Regions from separate parts of the Sus scrofa genome. Here regions 2, 3 and 4 are each linked to region 1. The links are chromatin contacts, called in public HiChIP or PLAC-seq and promoter capture Hi-C maps. All regions are on one chromosome and are shown on one strand. The core of a region is the stretch at or near the end of the contact, and the rest is flanking DNA. Distances in the headings are between cores, read along the strand shown. Region 1 holds the start of LOC110260797. Region 2 holds the start of MRPL42 (39S ribosomal protein L42, mitochondrial). Region 3 holds the start of SOCS2 (suppressor of cytokine signaling 2). Region 4 holds the start of CRADD (death domain-containing protein CRADD).

The links. Promoter capture Hi-C pulls out the DNA fragments that hold promoters and counts their contacts. HiChIP or PLAC-seq counts read pairs in DNA pulled down with a chosen protein or histone mark.
Region 2: a contact with region 1 is called in a promoter capture Hi-C map of liver, with 5 times the contacts expected there. The contact joins the promoter of MRPL42 here to the promoter of LOC110260797 in region 1. A contact is called at or near these places in 1 of 5 promoter capture datasets (liver) and 2 of 2 datasets of contacts at active chromatin or transcription factors (alveolar macrophages and skeletal muscle).
Region 3: an H3K27ac HiChIP or PLAC-seq map of alveolar macrophages shows a contact between it and region 1. The contact joins the promoter of SOCS2 here to the promoter of LOC110260797 in region 1. A contact is called at or near these places in 1 of 47 Hi-C or Micro-C datasets (fibroblasts) and 2 of 2 datasets of contacts at active chromatin or transcription factors (alveolar macrophages and skeletal muscle).
Region 4: an H3K27ac HiChIP or PLAC-seq map of alveolar macrophages shows a contact between it and region 1. The contact joins the promoter of CRADD here to the promoter of LOC110260797 in region 1. A contact is called at or near these places in 2 of 2 datasets of contacts at active chromatin or transcription factors (alveolar macrophages and skeletal muscle).

Annotation. Positions count from the first base shown.
Region 1 is chr5:88,769,254-88,772,665 of Sscrofa11.1, forward strand. LOC110260797 reads right to left here and starts at 1,656. Exons shown (of 3, transcript XR_002344257.1): 1 at 894-1,656. It overlaps CEP83 (centrosomal protein of 83 kDa), which reads left to right and starts at 1,453. Exons shown (of 18, transcript XM_021092763.1): 1 at 1,453-1,940.
Region 2 is chr5:89,660,025-89,663,436 of Sscrofa11.1, forward strand. It overlaps MRPL42 (39S ribosomal protein L42, mitochondrial), which reads right to left and starts at 1,751. Exons shown (of 6, transcript XM_013998085.2): 1 at 1,599-1,751.
Region 3 is chr5:89,582,801-89,586,212 of Sscrofa11.1, forward strand. SOCS2 (suppressor of cytokine signaling 2) reads right to left here and starts at 1,669. Exons shown (of 2, transcript NM_001097461.1): 1 at 1,432-1,669. The coding sequence starts at 1,570.
Region 4 is chr5:89,478,747-89,482,158 of Sscrofa11.1, forward strand. CRADD (death domain-containing protein CRADD) reads right to left here and starts at 1,668. Exons shown (of 5, transcript XM_021092769.1): 1 at 1,268-1,668; 2 at 1-45. The coding sequence starts at 39. LOC100738154 (a long non-coding RNA gene) reads left to right here and starts at 678. Exons shown (of 2, transcript XR_303634.3): 1 at 678-926.

The sequences.
Region 1 (3,412 bases), core at 406-2,905:
TTTTCCCACATGATACAAATTTACTTTCCATTGGTTATTATTTGTGTTTAGATTATAATTCTGTGCGTAGATTAGAATCTTTATGTGGTCAATTTTTATCAATTTTTTTCTTTTACGGTTTCTGGTTCTTGCTTCATACTTGGAAAAGCCCTTTCTCAGCTCAAGATTATAATCACCTACATTGCCTGATAGTATTTTTATGTTTCATTCTTTACGTTTAAATTCTTGATTCATCTGGTATTTAGTAAATGAAACATGGAAAGCCTGACCTCAGGGTTTAGTGATCCCTGAGATAACCTTTTTCCCACTGACCAATGATCTGTAACATGTGGTTTACTGATACCAACGTTACCAATGGCTTTGAGTAACGTTGCAAAAATCATAGTAATTGCACCTATCTTACAGACAGTTCAGTAAGAGAAACTGAAAAAGGGCTCCAGTAGTTAACAGTAAGTGCTCGGCAGCTATGAGCTACTATTATTATATTAAACACGCATGCATTGCTTCCGTATTCTATATTCTGTTCACTGGTATCTCCCTCATCTAGGAGATCCATCAATACTCCAGTACCCAACTCACTGTCCCATATAATTGCTCGTCTCTCATTTCTACAAAAAAGGTCGTCTCTCCGTCGCCCTTCTCATCCTAACACAGCCTGGACACCCTGGAGGAGGGGGGTGGCGGCGGGAAGAAGCTGTGTCACACGGTGTAAGACAACTCAACCAAGGCTCGGGACAAACGTGGGGGAAGGGAGGGTAGCTCCATCTCCTACCTCCCTCTCGGAAAGGCTGAACTCCTACCTTCTTTCAGCCCTCGGCATCGAACTGTGGCTCTCAAAAGCTCGTCCCTGTCTTCCAACTCTAGTTTGCAACCTAAAGTCGTTCACCACGTACCCAGAGTGGGGTCTGGATCGGGAGGCGCCGGGAAGCACTCGCGCCCAGGCCGGGTCCTGACCTGGCCGTTTGCTCTCCGGCTGCGCCGGCTCCCCACGCGTGGGCCGAGGCGCCACGGCCGGCGTGCAGGCAGGAGACCTCGGGACCCATGACCTCTGCACGGTCGGCACGAAGGCACGCGGGGGAGGCGGCAGGAGCCCTCAGGGAGGAAAAGAGGACGGAGAGAGCCGGGAGAGGGAAGAAGACGCGCGAAACGGAGGGAAATCCCTCGAGACGCGGCGTGGGGAGGCGGCGAGGGAGAGCGGCTTCCCGCTCCACCGCGCGCGTCACGCAGACTCCCCGGAGCAAGTGCCGGCCCCCAGCTGTGCAGCTCCTTCAGCTCAGAGCATCTCTGCGGGTCCCCAGAGCCCTCTCGGAGTACCGCCCAGCGGCGGCGTTCCCGCGCGGCCCTCGCAGCTCCCGCCTCAGCCCGCTCCCCTCCTCCCCTTAACCGCCTCCGGCCGCGGCCAGCGTCCGTGACGTCGGCGTGGGGGCGGGACTTCCTGCTTCGCGCGCCCGGAGAGCTCCCGAGAGACTCCGCCCCGCCGGGTTTGAGGGGCGGCGGGCGGCAGGCCGAGGGTGGCTTCCTGGCTGGATTTCGGCTCTGGCCCCGGCCCCGCACTCTTGAGAAGTCGCGTCCACCGAGGAGGAGCGGGGCTTTTCTCCACCGCCGCCGCGGCCGCCACCCTCTCCGCCCTCGGCGCTCTCCTGGGCTAACCCCCATTTCCCCCGGGGTCCGGAGCCCGGCGGGCGCCCTCGGCGCTCCTCCTCCTGTCCCTCCTCTTCAGCTTGCGCCGCGAGCGGCCGCCGAGACCTCGCCAGGCGTGGCGGGCGGGGCGAGCTCCCCGCGTGCCGGGCCGCCTCCAGGGGCCCCGATGCCCCCGCGGGGAGAGTGTAGAGGGTGCCTGTGGCTGGAGCGGTGGAGGTGTCCTCCTGGCGAGTGCGGCCACAACACCGGTCACTGTTAAGATTGCTGCACGCACGTTGCAAGGACCGTGGGTGAAGCTGGTACGTAACGCCCCCTTGTCCGTGGTTTAGAATGCTCGAGTCTTTTTTCTTCACAACTTGCCCTTGAATTCTTCTTTTGCTATTTTCGTAAAGCAGTTGGAGCGAGTGTTAGAGAAGTAGGCTGTGCGAATGCTCTGCAGCCAGTTAAATGCACGTGAAACTCTTTACGGAGCTTTAATGCTTTTCAGCGTGGTGCTTGCGTAGACCCAACTTAAAAACTGGCTGAACGTATCCACATTCAGTGGTGAAAAAAAATGATGCTACTACCATTTTCATTGCCCCCGAAGACGATTCTAACAGTGACGTTGGCCGTCGCTACAGAGCTGATGTTAGAGTATGTGAGTGCATGCTTGAGTGGACACTTGGGTCTATACTTAGTGTCGAAGACTAAAATACATGGCTACTTACCTCCTAAAAATGCCCACTTCCAGGTATTGTAAAAGCTTAGTTGTAGTGATGAAATTGTTTCAGTAAAACCTCGAAGTTGTCCAGGATAACAAGAAACTTGCACTTAGTTTCTCATGTGTAGTGTATAGTTCATGTGTCCAGACTTCGAGCACAAAACACTTGGGTAGGTCTAAAACTGAGTAGGTTGTTAAAGCACTGCTTCTGTTACCAAGCAACATCTCTGTAAACAAGCCTAATATTCAACTAGAATATAATTAAATGTAGCTAGCCTACAATTATCCAGATTCAGAATTCTGTAAATTCATGGGTTTAACCTCTCGGTGGTTACAGTTCATACTCACTTTCTGTACTGAGCCGTGATTTCAAACTCATTTTGTTTAGAATTATTAGAATGCTTTAAATTGCAGAGTCGTGTAGGACTCTCCAGAGAGTTGCAAATGGATATGAGTTACCCTTTGATTTTTGGGGGGTCGGAGTATGTGGGGTGCTCTCCTTTCTTTGAGATGAAGTATGGTTGTATTCAGGAGTTTTATCAAATCAGGTAACAGAGCATTGGGAGATTTGAAACCCTTATTGTCCACAGGTGGTGTTTAAACCTTAGTGTAGTCAATATCCTCACCCTTTCTCTACTTACTGAACCCTTAATGATATTATTTGTATGGCAATTACAGGCATACTCTGCAGATACCATGATTTTGGCTTCAGACCGCTGCAATAAAGCGAATTACGGGAATCTTTTTGTTTTCTAGTGCATTTAAAGATTATATTTACGCCATACTGTAGTCTTAAATGTACTGTAGCATTATGTTTTAAAAAAAAATACTTACTTAAAACTACTTTATTGCTAAAAATGCTAACCATCGTAGGACAACACAGGGTTCACACAAACCTGCATATGTCAAATAGGCACTGTCTGAAATGCAGTAAAGTGAAGCACAATGGAATGATTATGCCTGTAGTTAGTTTTTAGACCACTTTTTCGTGGTATTTTGAATGCAGTACCCCTTCAAGTATATAAGAAAGTAGTTGAGAACATTTGAGACCCCATGAGACTAAAAGACTTC
Region 2 (3,412 bases), core at 501-3,000, 890 kb after region 1:
AGCACCTAACACAAAACTTTTCAACAACTTTCCAGAGTTCCCACCATGGCTCAGTGGGTTAAGAACTCGAATAGTATCCATGAGGACGCAGGTTTGATCCCTGGCCTCGCTCAGTGGGTTAAGGATCTGATGTTGCCAGAGAGCTGCAGTGCACTGCTGTGGCTGTGGCGTAGGCTGGCAGCTGTTTTGACCCCTCCGATTTGACCCCTAGCCTGGAAACTTCTATATGCCACGGGTGTGGCTGTAAAAATAACAATAAAAATAAACAACTTTCCATTCCCATGCAACACAGGACAAAGAGCAACATCCTCAAAATATAAGATTAAAAACCCCAGCATTATGTCCACTACTCTTTTCCTTAAATGCTAATTTCTCAGTACCTAGTGTAGTTCCTTCCATTCAATGAGTGCTCAGCCAATGTGTAAATAACTCTTAGAAACAGTCACTCACACAGGCTACACTGGGAATTCTCCTTTCATAAAGCTCTTATGTCTGTGTACAACCCTCCCAGGTACCATACACAAGATCTTCTTACACCTCTTAAGGTGGTATTCTGTTTCTGACTAAATGAAATGTTAAACGAGAAGGCCTAGCCTTGGCTTATTGAATACTTATTAAATATTAGAAGAATGCATATAAACACATAAAGTCCCAAATACAATTTCGTCTCTTCAAAGTTCTTTAACTTTCCAAGGTGCTTCCACCATCATTTATTTTGCTCTCATATTAATCGGAAGAGGTATATTTATTTTCATTCATGAAGAAACTAAAGTAAAAAATTTAACTTGCTTCCAATAATTTTAGAATCAATCACTTACAAACTGGGCAAGTTTGGGCAATAACCCTCTGCTCCTTCCACAGTAAAATGGGGAAAAACAACCAAAAACTACCAGGGCTGTTGTGAATAAATGACATACATCCCTTGTTTGCAAATGACCTCGATGACTTTACCCCCCCCAACACCCGCATGGTGATAAAATCGTATTTTATCAGTCTTATTTGCTAAATTATGCAGGTTGATTGATGAGCGTATATCAGCAGTGCCACCCGAGTTCCTACAGTGTGCTTTTTACAGTTTACAACCCATTTTCCTATTCATTACATGCTCTTTCACAGGTCCGTGAAGTAGTCATCTCCATTTTAAATATTAAGAATAGAGGCTCAGAGAGGTCAAATGGTTTACCTTCCCACTTTAGCGCTGCTTGATAGGTGGACCGCAAACCCTTATCTTGTGCCCACGAAACGAGGAACAACTTAAAGGACATTAGGTCCCTTCTGTCCGAGACCCAGAGGTCAGATTATTCACCCCAGAGAGCAATGCAGAGAATAACTCCCTTGGCCCGGAATTCAACCCTGAAGCCCAAGCTGCGGAGAGCCTCAGAGGTATGGAGGTTTAGCACCTTCGACCTGGAGGCGAGCCCCCACAAGAAGCCACACGCGGGCCCTTCCGCCGGACAGACCGAGTCTGGTGACGCCAGAGGCTTTATTTATCCTGTTGCGAACGACAGGTAGGAGACCTGACATCTGCCGATAAACCTGGGCCTGTCCAGTTTCTAGGGATTCCTAAATGGGAGGAGGAGTGGGGGGGAAGCAGTTACCTTGACTTCTGCTCACCACGAGCCCGCCATCTTGCTTCCACCGGGGTCACGGGAGACCCGGCTCCACGCTCCTTCCTGGCCCGCGGGGCACTCTGGGAAATGTAGTCTCGGCCGAAAAGAGCTACGGGTGCAACGTGATCCCGCGTTTAGTTGCAGCAGTTTGCCTGCGATATTACCGGAGTTACTCAAAAAACCGAAATTACTTGTTAGAAAGTACTAAGCACTGTTTTTAAAGTTTATACTAATAATTAGAGGGACTGTAGATCCCTCCTTGGATAAGTTAAGATTTCCTGGGGGAAATGACATTTCAGAGACGAACTGAAGAGGGGGCGGGGTTAGATTTGACGTTTGAAGTGGGGAAATGCGCGACCTTTCGACCTAAAAGCCCAGCTGTCTGTTCTAAGAACTCTGCTGGTTATTCATTATGGGTGGAAGACTTGTGCAGAAATCCTGGACCTTGTCTTGTATCTTAGAGGGAAGTAAAGGCCCCCTGACCTTTGCATTTTGTTCTCATTGCCAGCAAAGCTCTTCTCACACCTCTTCTCGTGACTACTGACTTACTCTGTGAAGGTCTTACTCAAATATCATCTCAAGAGAGGACCACCTTATTAAAATAGCCTCACCTGCCCTTGTCCCATTGCCCTCCTTTCTTTTTTTATTACATTTACCATTATATGACTACGTTATTCTTTGTTTCCTTGTTTAATGTTTGTCCATTATGCAAGAAGGCAAGATCCATGAAGGCAGGGAGGATCGGGTATCTGTTTCCTTCTATATGATAGATAAATCCAACATCTAGAACTTGGTTTAGCCTCATTGTAGGCTTCTAATATTTGCTGAATGAGTAAAACAGTTAAGTAACACTGCAGGTATTCAAGACAGTAAATGATTGGAGTTCCCACTGTGGTGCAAACGGGATTAGCAGTGTCTTTGAAGAGGTAGGACATAGGTTTGATCCCCTGCCGAGCACAGTGGATTAAAAGATCCTATGTTGCCCCACCTGTGGCATAGGTCACATGTGGTTCGGATATGATCCCTGGCCCAGGAATCCATATAACTCAGGGAGGCCAAAGGAGAAAAAAAAAAGATAGTAGGTGATTGACTGGTACGGTTTAGCCTGGGAATATCTTTCCCCCATGATCAGCAAAATTCGGATTTACACACATTTTTCTGAAAAGGATTCATAGCTTTTGTCATGTAATCAAGGGGGTTGATAAACCTCTCAAACATTTAAGGACCTTAGTCTTGAAGTGATTAATATTGAAAATAAGAAAATATAAATGCACAATAAAGAAAAATAAATGTGGAGTGCTGTGGTGTCTCTCCTCACTTACCACAGACCCTCAGTTTGGTTCTGTTGCTCATCTTTGCTCCTGTAAAAGCCCACAGTGAGGACCCATCTCTGTCCCTTCAAATACTGTCCATCCTTCAAAGCCACCCCGTGATGTCTTTCCAGACTATGCTGTAGGAAGAGATAGAGGAGAAACACATTTGAATGAACAATCAACTGGACTTGTCAAACATTCACTGTGCAAAGCGGAAGAGGGACGACAAAAGATAATTCCACAGGACCCATCTTGATGAGAGTGAAGACTGCAGACCACTACACAGACTCACTTAGTGGAGCCAGAAAAGTTCACAAAGCTCAGACCAGAAAAGAAAGCAGCCATGTTTGTGGGACGAGGTAGAGGCAGTGCTAGGCTGAGGGAACAATTTAAAAGTCTAAAGAGGGTGGAAGTAGCTTACCATCACTGGAGTTTGGTGTGGATGAGAGTGGCAGGAAATGGGGTGAGTAGGAGCCAGGTCATGTTGGG
Region 3 (3,412 bases), core at 419-2,918, 810 kb after region 1:
GAACTCTAAGATTTCCTCCTAACAACAACGACAACAACAAAGAGTGTTTGCAAAATGACACACTGGCTGACCAGGCATGATGCTTCTCCACCAAGTGAAATCAAGTCAAGATTTAAAGTAAATTAAATGTCAGATGTTAGAAATTAAAGCCATGCCCTTCCAGCTCCAGTAATTCTGACAGAATAAAAACCAACTTTTTGGATGTCCGTGGCCATCCTCACCCTCCCCAAACCTGTTAATGGCTGCGTCCATCTCCCTTTCCAAAGGTCTGGGAAGTGCTTCTATTTACTTGTTTTCAAAGGGCAGTTCAAGTATCATAGCTTCTGTTTGCTGCTTTGACCACAACTACCTTATCGGCCATTGAGAAATTGAGAGAAAGCACAATTGATAATTACTTCTTCAAGTTTCCAGTCTTGCATAAACTCTCCTGGACTTTGCCCTAATCCAAACCCAATCACAACCGTCGGTCTCCCCAACATTCTCGATTCGATCTGCCTGCTCAGCTCCCGGGGCCCATCAGGTTCTTAAAATGGACTTAGCGACAGCCTGCACTTTAAAAGTCTGACCAACACGCGTCCCCTCCACCCCCCACCCCCGCCGCCCAAAAAAAAAAAAAAAAAAAAAAGGCTCGGAAACCTGCAATTTGCTGGTTCCTCCCGCGAAGGGAAAGCCCGTGGCCTGCGCGGAAAGACCGGAACCTCAAGTGAAGGAAACTTTCCCTCTCCTCCCGAGAGCAAAACTGCAACTGTGCCCCAAACGTAAGCTTTGAGGATCCAGATTTTAAAGTGAGCTAGCTTGCCAGATTTTTTTTTTTTCCAATCTTTTCTTCTTTCAGATGCCGAGAGACAACAGGGAGCCGCTCAAAGCCACTACACTTAAAACAAGCAAGCCCACTCTGGTCGAAGGCTTCGCAACCCTCCTCCTTTCCGGCTCTGCCGCAGCCGCCTGCGCGGCAATCTGTCGGTCCCTGAACTTGGCGGCCAAGATTCCAGGCTGCAGCGGCTGCCGGGCCCGGGAGCCGGATGCAGCTGAAGCTTCGGGCAGCGCAGCGCCCACTCGCCGCCCGCGCACCCGGTGCACAGGAAAGGCGCCGGGCACTTTCTCCGGCTAGGGTCCGAGCCCTAGTGCCGACCCCCCAAAGAGCCGCGGAAAAACAGCCGAGGTTCTAGCCCCTAAGAGGCGATTTCCAAAGAGCCCTTCTCGCGCTTTGCCCTCTCGAGTCCCTGGAGAAACACGCTTTTTTTTTCGCATTCCTAAGGACTCAGTGCCGTGTGGGCATCCTCCCCGTGAGCCCCTGCCCAGGGGCGGGGACGGCAATCTACTGCTTCTCCAGTCGGCCCCACTTCCCAGCCTCGCCAGCACAGCCCCATCCGCTGTGTCTTTGCGGAGGCACCCCCTTCCCGCACGCGTCGCGGCCGATCCGATCCCTACCTGTGTGACTAAGCTCCCGCAGGGCTTTCGCCAGTCGCGCCGCCTCTGGGGACGGCTCCTCCGCCGACCCCGAGGTCCCCCACTGGCTCTGCGTCCCTTCCGCGCCATTCCCGGAGGGCTCGAGGCACCGCAGGGTCATGAGAGAAGGGTCACCGTGGCAAAGACAGGTGGCCGCCTGAGCTGGGGTCGGAGAGGGGCAACGCGTCCTTAGAAGTCAGTGAGAACCCCAAAACGAATCCCTGAGGAGTCCCCGCAATGGTGGAGGGGATGGGGAGCTTCTGGTTCTTCTTCCCCGGGTCCCAGTGCACGGATGGTGAAGTCCCCAGCAGGCGCGGTCACCCACAGTTTGCCTGCAAAGAGAAAGTGGAGGGTTGGGTCAGTCGGAACCGGACCCCTGCGGCTGGGGCGTAGGTGGAGGGACGTGGAAAATCCCGGGGACTCCTCCGCGCCTGTGCTCCTGCACCATTTAACCCCAACCAGTTACTGTCCTGGCCCGTTCTAGAAAAAGGATAAAGAGAGAGCAAAGATTCGAGACGCAAGAGTTGGGGGGGTGGGGGGGAGGACAGGATGAGGGTGGGGACCGGGTGTTTTCCCGCCTAGGGCTGCTCGCTGAATTCGCAGACTAGCAGATTTATAAGAGCAAAGAATCACCTGCGGCTACGGTGGTAAATAGGCCAAGGCCCTAGTCAAGGACAAGTAGAAAACATTTAAAAGAACCGGAGAGGTTCCCAAATTGGCGCTCCCATCTCACACTCTGCACCGCGGGGAGCCCCAAGGGGAAGCGCCGAGCACAAATCTAGTTCCCCGCCCTACGACGCCGCGGGGCTCCTGGAGCAGAGCCGGCAGCCCGGGACACGGAGGTGCGGGAGCCGCCGCGACTCGGCGGCCGAGGCTGCCTCGCTCCCCTCCCCCAGCTTCCCGGCGCCCACTTAGGGTCGGGGTGGGGGGCGCCGTGGCTGCAGCTCCAAAGGCCATGCGGCTGCTGCTGCGTTGCCGCCGCGGGCGCTGTCGAGGAATCCGCCCGAGCGCGCAGCCCTCTCGGGGGCTCAGAGCCGCGACCTGAGCCGCGGCAGAGCAGGCGGCAGCCAGCGCTGAAGGACGTGCTAGACAACAAACGCCAAGCCCTTACCTCCGCCTCGGCAGCCGCCGCCGCCGCCTCCGCACCAGGCTGCCTCCCCAGCCGGCCTGGGGCGGGGGAGCCGGGAGGGGCCCGGGAGGAGGGGTATCTGCCCGAGTTTCCCCTGTAGACTTTTAATTTGGGAACGAGATGCCTAGGGATGTAACGAGCCATGCGCTCGGCGGCGGGGGCGGCCGGAGTTCTCGGCGCAGAGGGCAAACATAAGCCCTGGGGACCATCGCCTCGACCCTCCAGGGTCCAACACCCCCTCCAGGCTCGGACACCCCCGACCCGGGGCAGCTGCTGGGTTTCCCCCCGGCGCAACCCAGGAGATGGAAAGGAGGGAGGGAGGAAGGAGTCGGGGAGGGAGCGAGAGGGTGGGGAGGAGCAGGAGATCAGGTTATTAGGATTATTAATTTGGATGGCAGTTTACGGGAGGTTGGGGGGGGAACCTCTGGAGACTTCCAGACGCCAGGAAAGAACCGGAGAAAGCAGGCAGTAGCTCCCAGCCTCCGGGCAAAGCCGCAGCTAGGACTCTCCCCCTAGCTGCTCCCAACTGCGGAAGCCAAGGCTGCCGGGCGCTTGCAGCCGCGCCCCGATGCCCTCCCCAACCCTCCTAGGGGCGGAGCCTTCGTGCGCCCCAGACCGATACCTGCTGCCTGCCCCGGCCCAAGCTCCTTCGGCGCCCCAGCTGCCGGAGAGAGGGATCCTAGGCTGTGCGCCCGGGGCCCCGGCACGCACTGTCCGCGGCTCGCGCAGCGCCAGTGGCGGCGGGCAAGAAGGCTCATGCTTCCAGCGAAGCCCAAGGCCCGCGAGCCGCCGTGGCGGCGGCGAGACTAGACAAGAGTTAAACGTCTGTCCCCA
Region 4 (3,412 bases), core at 418-2,917, 710 kb after region 1:
GCGAAGGGAGCGAAGGACTTGCTTGTCTCTAGCCTCCATGTGCCCCTGGGAAAAGACAAAAGGTAGCTCAGATCACGGGATGCCTGATGAGCCCCTAAAAAGGCTCTTACAATGCAAACTCCTTAAGGTCAAGGACGTCTCTGAAAATTAGCAGAGTGCCAGGCCACGGTGTTTCATACGCAGCTGTTAAGCCGAGCTGAATTAATTTCCAATGTTCCTGAACGTGATGAACAGCCCTGAGCATGAATCATGCCCTTTGTTTTTGCTCTCTACATAGTGAGGTCCTAGCTCCAGTCTTGTTCCATAAAGAGATTGGGAAAAAAAGTGGATCAGAGACCCTACTTTAAAAGCAATTTTTTTCTGAGGATAACAGAGGAGCATTTCATTTTAGCATGCTTGAGAAGAAACAGTGCTTTTTATTTTAACATTGCCTTCATCAGAGATAACCCCATCACGGCAGAAACTGCTGATATCCATGTGGGTATCCTTTAGACCCAGGGCATGTGCCGAACCTGATCCGCAGTGGGGGTGAGGCCAGAAACCTGTGGGGGTACCATACGTTTAAGAATCTTTTTCACCAAGAGAAAAGGCCTTCAAGGAAAACATTAAACATTCCTGCCCAGTCTACAGTAAACCTTACACCTAATCACAGACTCCAGCCCTTCCCTGGAAGAATTCCAAACCTCCATCACAACACTGCCACGGCCACACATGCATGGGATATTTAATGGGTGTGTTTGTTTCCTTTAAAAGAAAAAAAAAAATGTCCACAGGCCATTGATGGCTTGCTTCCAAGACCACTGCAGCAGTGAACAGAGGGCCAGCCAGGAGAGTAAGTGGCGGAGAGGGGAGGCCGGGGCGGCCGACGGGGCTTCACAACACCCACAGAAAGTACCACCACAGCGGGCGACCCCGAGGGGCGGCAGGTAAGCAGGGCGGTGTGCACTTTGGGCAACTCCTACTCGTTTGGGACTTCGTTTTATTCCTTGCCCTGCCAGCTCAAGCTCTGTGGCATTAACAACAGGAAGAACTACGAAAGATTTTCTAGGCAACCTGACCCACTAAAAAGGGAGTGCTGGGAATGGTCTGCAGGGGAGCCCGAGGGGAGAGCGTCACCCCGTCACCCCGACCCCGCGGGCTCGGGGACGCCGCGAGCAAGTCACGGGGCGGGACGGTGGGGGGGCTTGCAGGGCCCAGGCTGCAGATGCCACGACGCGGGGTCTTTGAGAAAAGATGGATACGGGGGTTCTGGTTTCCTGTTACTTACGTCTGCAAACACGTATCTTTAAAAACAAAACAGAACAAACTGCAACCGGAATCCAGACAGTCAGGGAACCTGTACCATGGGCACCATCTTTGTTGAAGGCAAGAGCCCTGAACAGGAAGTGTTGTAGCCATCTTTGTTAAGGGCAAACACAGGAAGCGCTGTGGCCCTCTTTATTGGTGGCCCGAGTGTGTTCGGATGAAGCCTTTTCCGCCATGTTTGCTGTGGGTAAATACTGAAACCTTCTGGAGATGGAAAACGTACCTTCGCTTAGGAAAGGAGTCACTGGATAATTGTATTTTAACACAGTAACTCCACCAGGGCTTTGTACTCAATTGACGTAATAGATAGTCAGGTTTCGAAAGTTACCTTATCAGGGAGACCTTCCTTGATCACTCTTATTTAAATTTGCAACTTCCTGGAGTTCCTGTAGTGGCGCAGTGGCTAAGGAATCCGACTGGGAACCATGAGGTTGAGGGTTCGATCTCTGGCCTCGCTCAGCGGGTTAAGGATCCGGCGTTGCCCTGACCTGTGGTGTAGGTCGCAGAGGCGGCTGGGATCCCGCGTGACTCTGGCTGTGGCTTAGGACGGTGGCTACAGCTCCGATTACACCCTTAGCCTGGGAACCAACATATGCCGAGGGAGCAGCCCCAGAAAAAGCAAAAAGACAATTAAAAAAATAAATAAAATAAAATTGCAGCTTCCTCAACCATGCCTTTTAAAATTGCAATATTCACCTTCTGCCCTCCCCATCCCTCTTACAGCTTCATTTTATCTGAAGCACATATCACCATCTTACTAAAATTTTTACTTAATCATTCGTTTATCATGTTTCCCAGTCCATCCCCAACCCCTACCCCCCACTAATTGCAGTCATTCCTTTATATCACAAGGGTCTGCCCACAAAGAGTTTACAAGTCAATCAGGTAGGAATTCATTAAAGCAATCCGCGAGCTGTTCTGGACAGAAAGGCATTTGTCATGAGGCATTGAGGACTTTCACGATTATTAGAAAGACTGAAGATCTGAACATGGAAGAATGACTAGTAAACATCGGCAAACTGAATCAGAAATGGAAAGCAATTCTAAACCTCTTTGAAACGTTCTAATTTTTGTAACCACTTTAAAGTGTTACTATACCAATATGCCATTTTACTATGCCAGTGACACTATTTTTACATTGGGTGAAAAGTAGTATAATTAGCATTTTACATATGTGAGGACTGTGGAATCAAAGTGGTCAGGTGTCTTAACCAAAACCTCACAGCTAACAAATAGCAAAACCTGAGTTCATTCGCTCCGTCTGATTTCATGCTCTTTCCAGTATAGAGAACATCTCACATCCCTGTATGGTGAAAAGTCTGCTCTTCTAATGACAGAAAAATGCTAGTAAATAATTGGTGCCACCTCTACTCTTGATACTCTTGAGTAACAGGTATTGTCTCCACTCTCCTCTTCTTCTTTTGTTCTTTTGCTGTTCTTTTCTCAGAGAGTCTCCTTCTGTTTATGGACAGGTGTTAGCAACATTCCAGATAAAATGCAGAGTTCTTCTGACAATGCCAATAGCTGAGGTTACTGACTTTGGGGGGAGGAAAAAAAATTATTTTTTCCAACTGTAAAATTTGATAATTTTCAAACATATGATAAGGCTGAAACAATTATTAACACCACCAACTAAAAAAACCCATATAAAACTACCTATTTTTAAAACATGCCTAGAGTTCCCATCATGGCGCAGTGGTTAAGGAATCCGACTAGGAACCATGAGGTTGCGGGTTCGGTCCCTACCCTTGCTCAGTGGGTTAAGGATCCAGCGTTGCTGTGAGCTGTTATGTGGGTCGCAGACGCGGCTCGGATCCCATGTTGCTGTGGCTCTGGCGTAGGCCGGCGGCTACAGCCCCGATTTGACCCCTAGCCTGGGAACCTCCATATGCCACGGGAGCGGCCCAAGAAATGGAAAAAAGACAAAAAAAAAAAAAAAAAAAATGCCTTACTGATTTGTTGTATTTGGAAAGGCTTGAGATCTCCCAGGAAAAAGAAGCAGACGTTGCTGATGATGTCCAGGAGGAGCTAGGAAGCCAACAGTCAGTTCTGTGTCAGCTCACGAAAGAGAAAAGAGAGTGAGAGAGGGCATGAGAAGTTAGTGCAG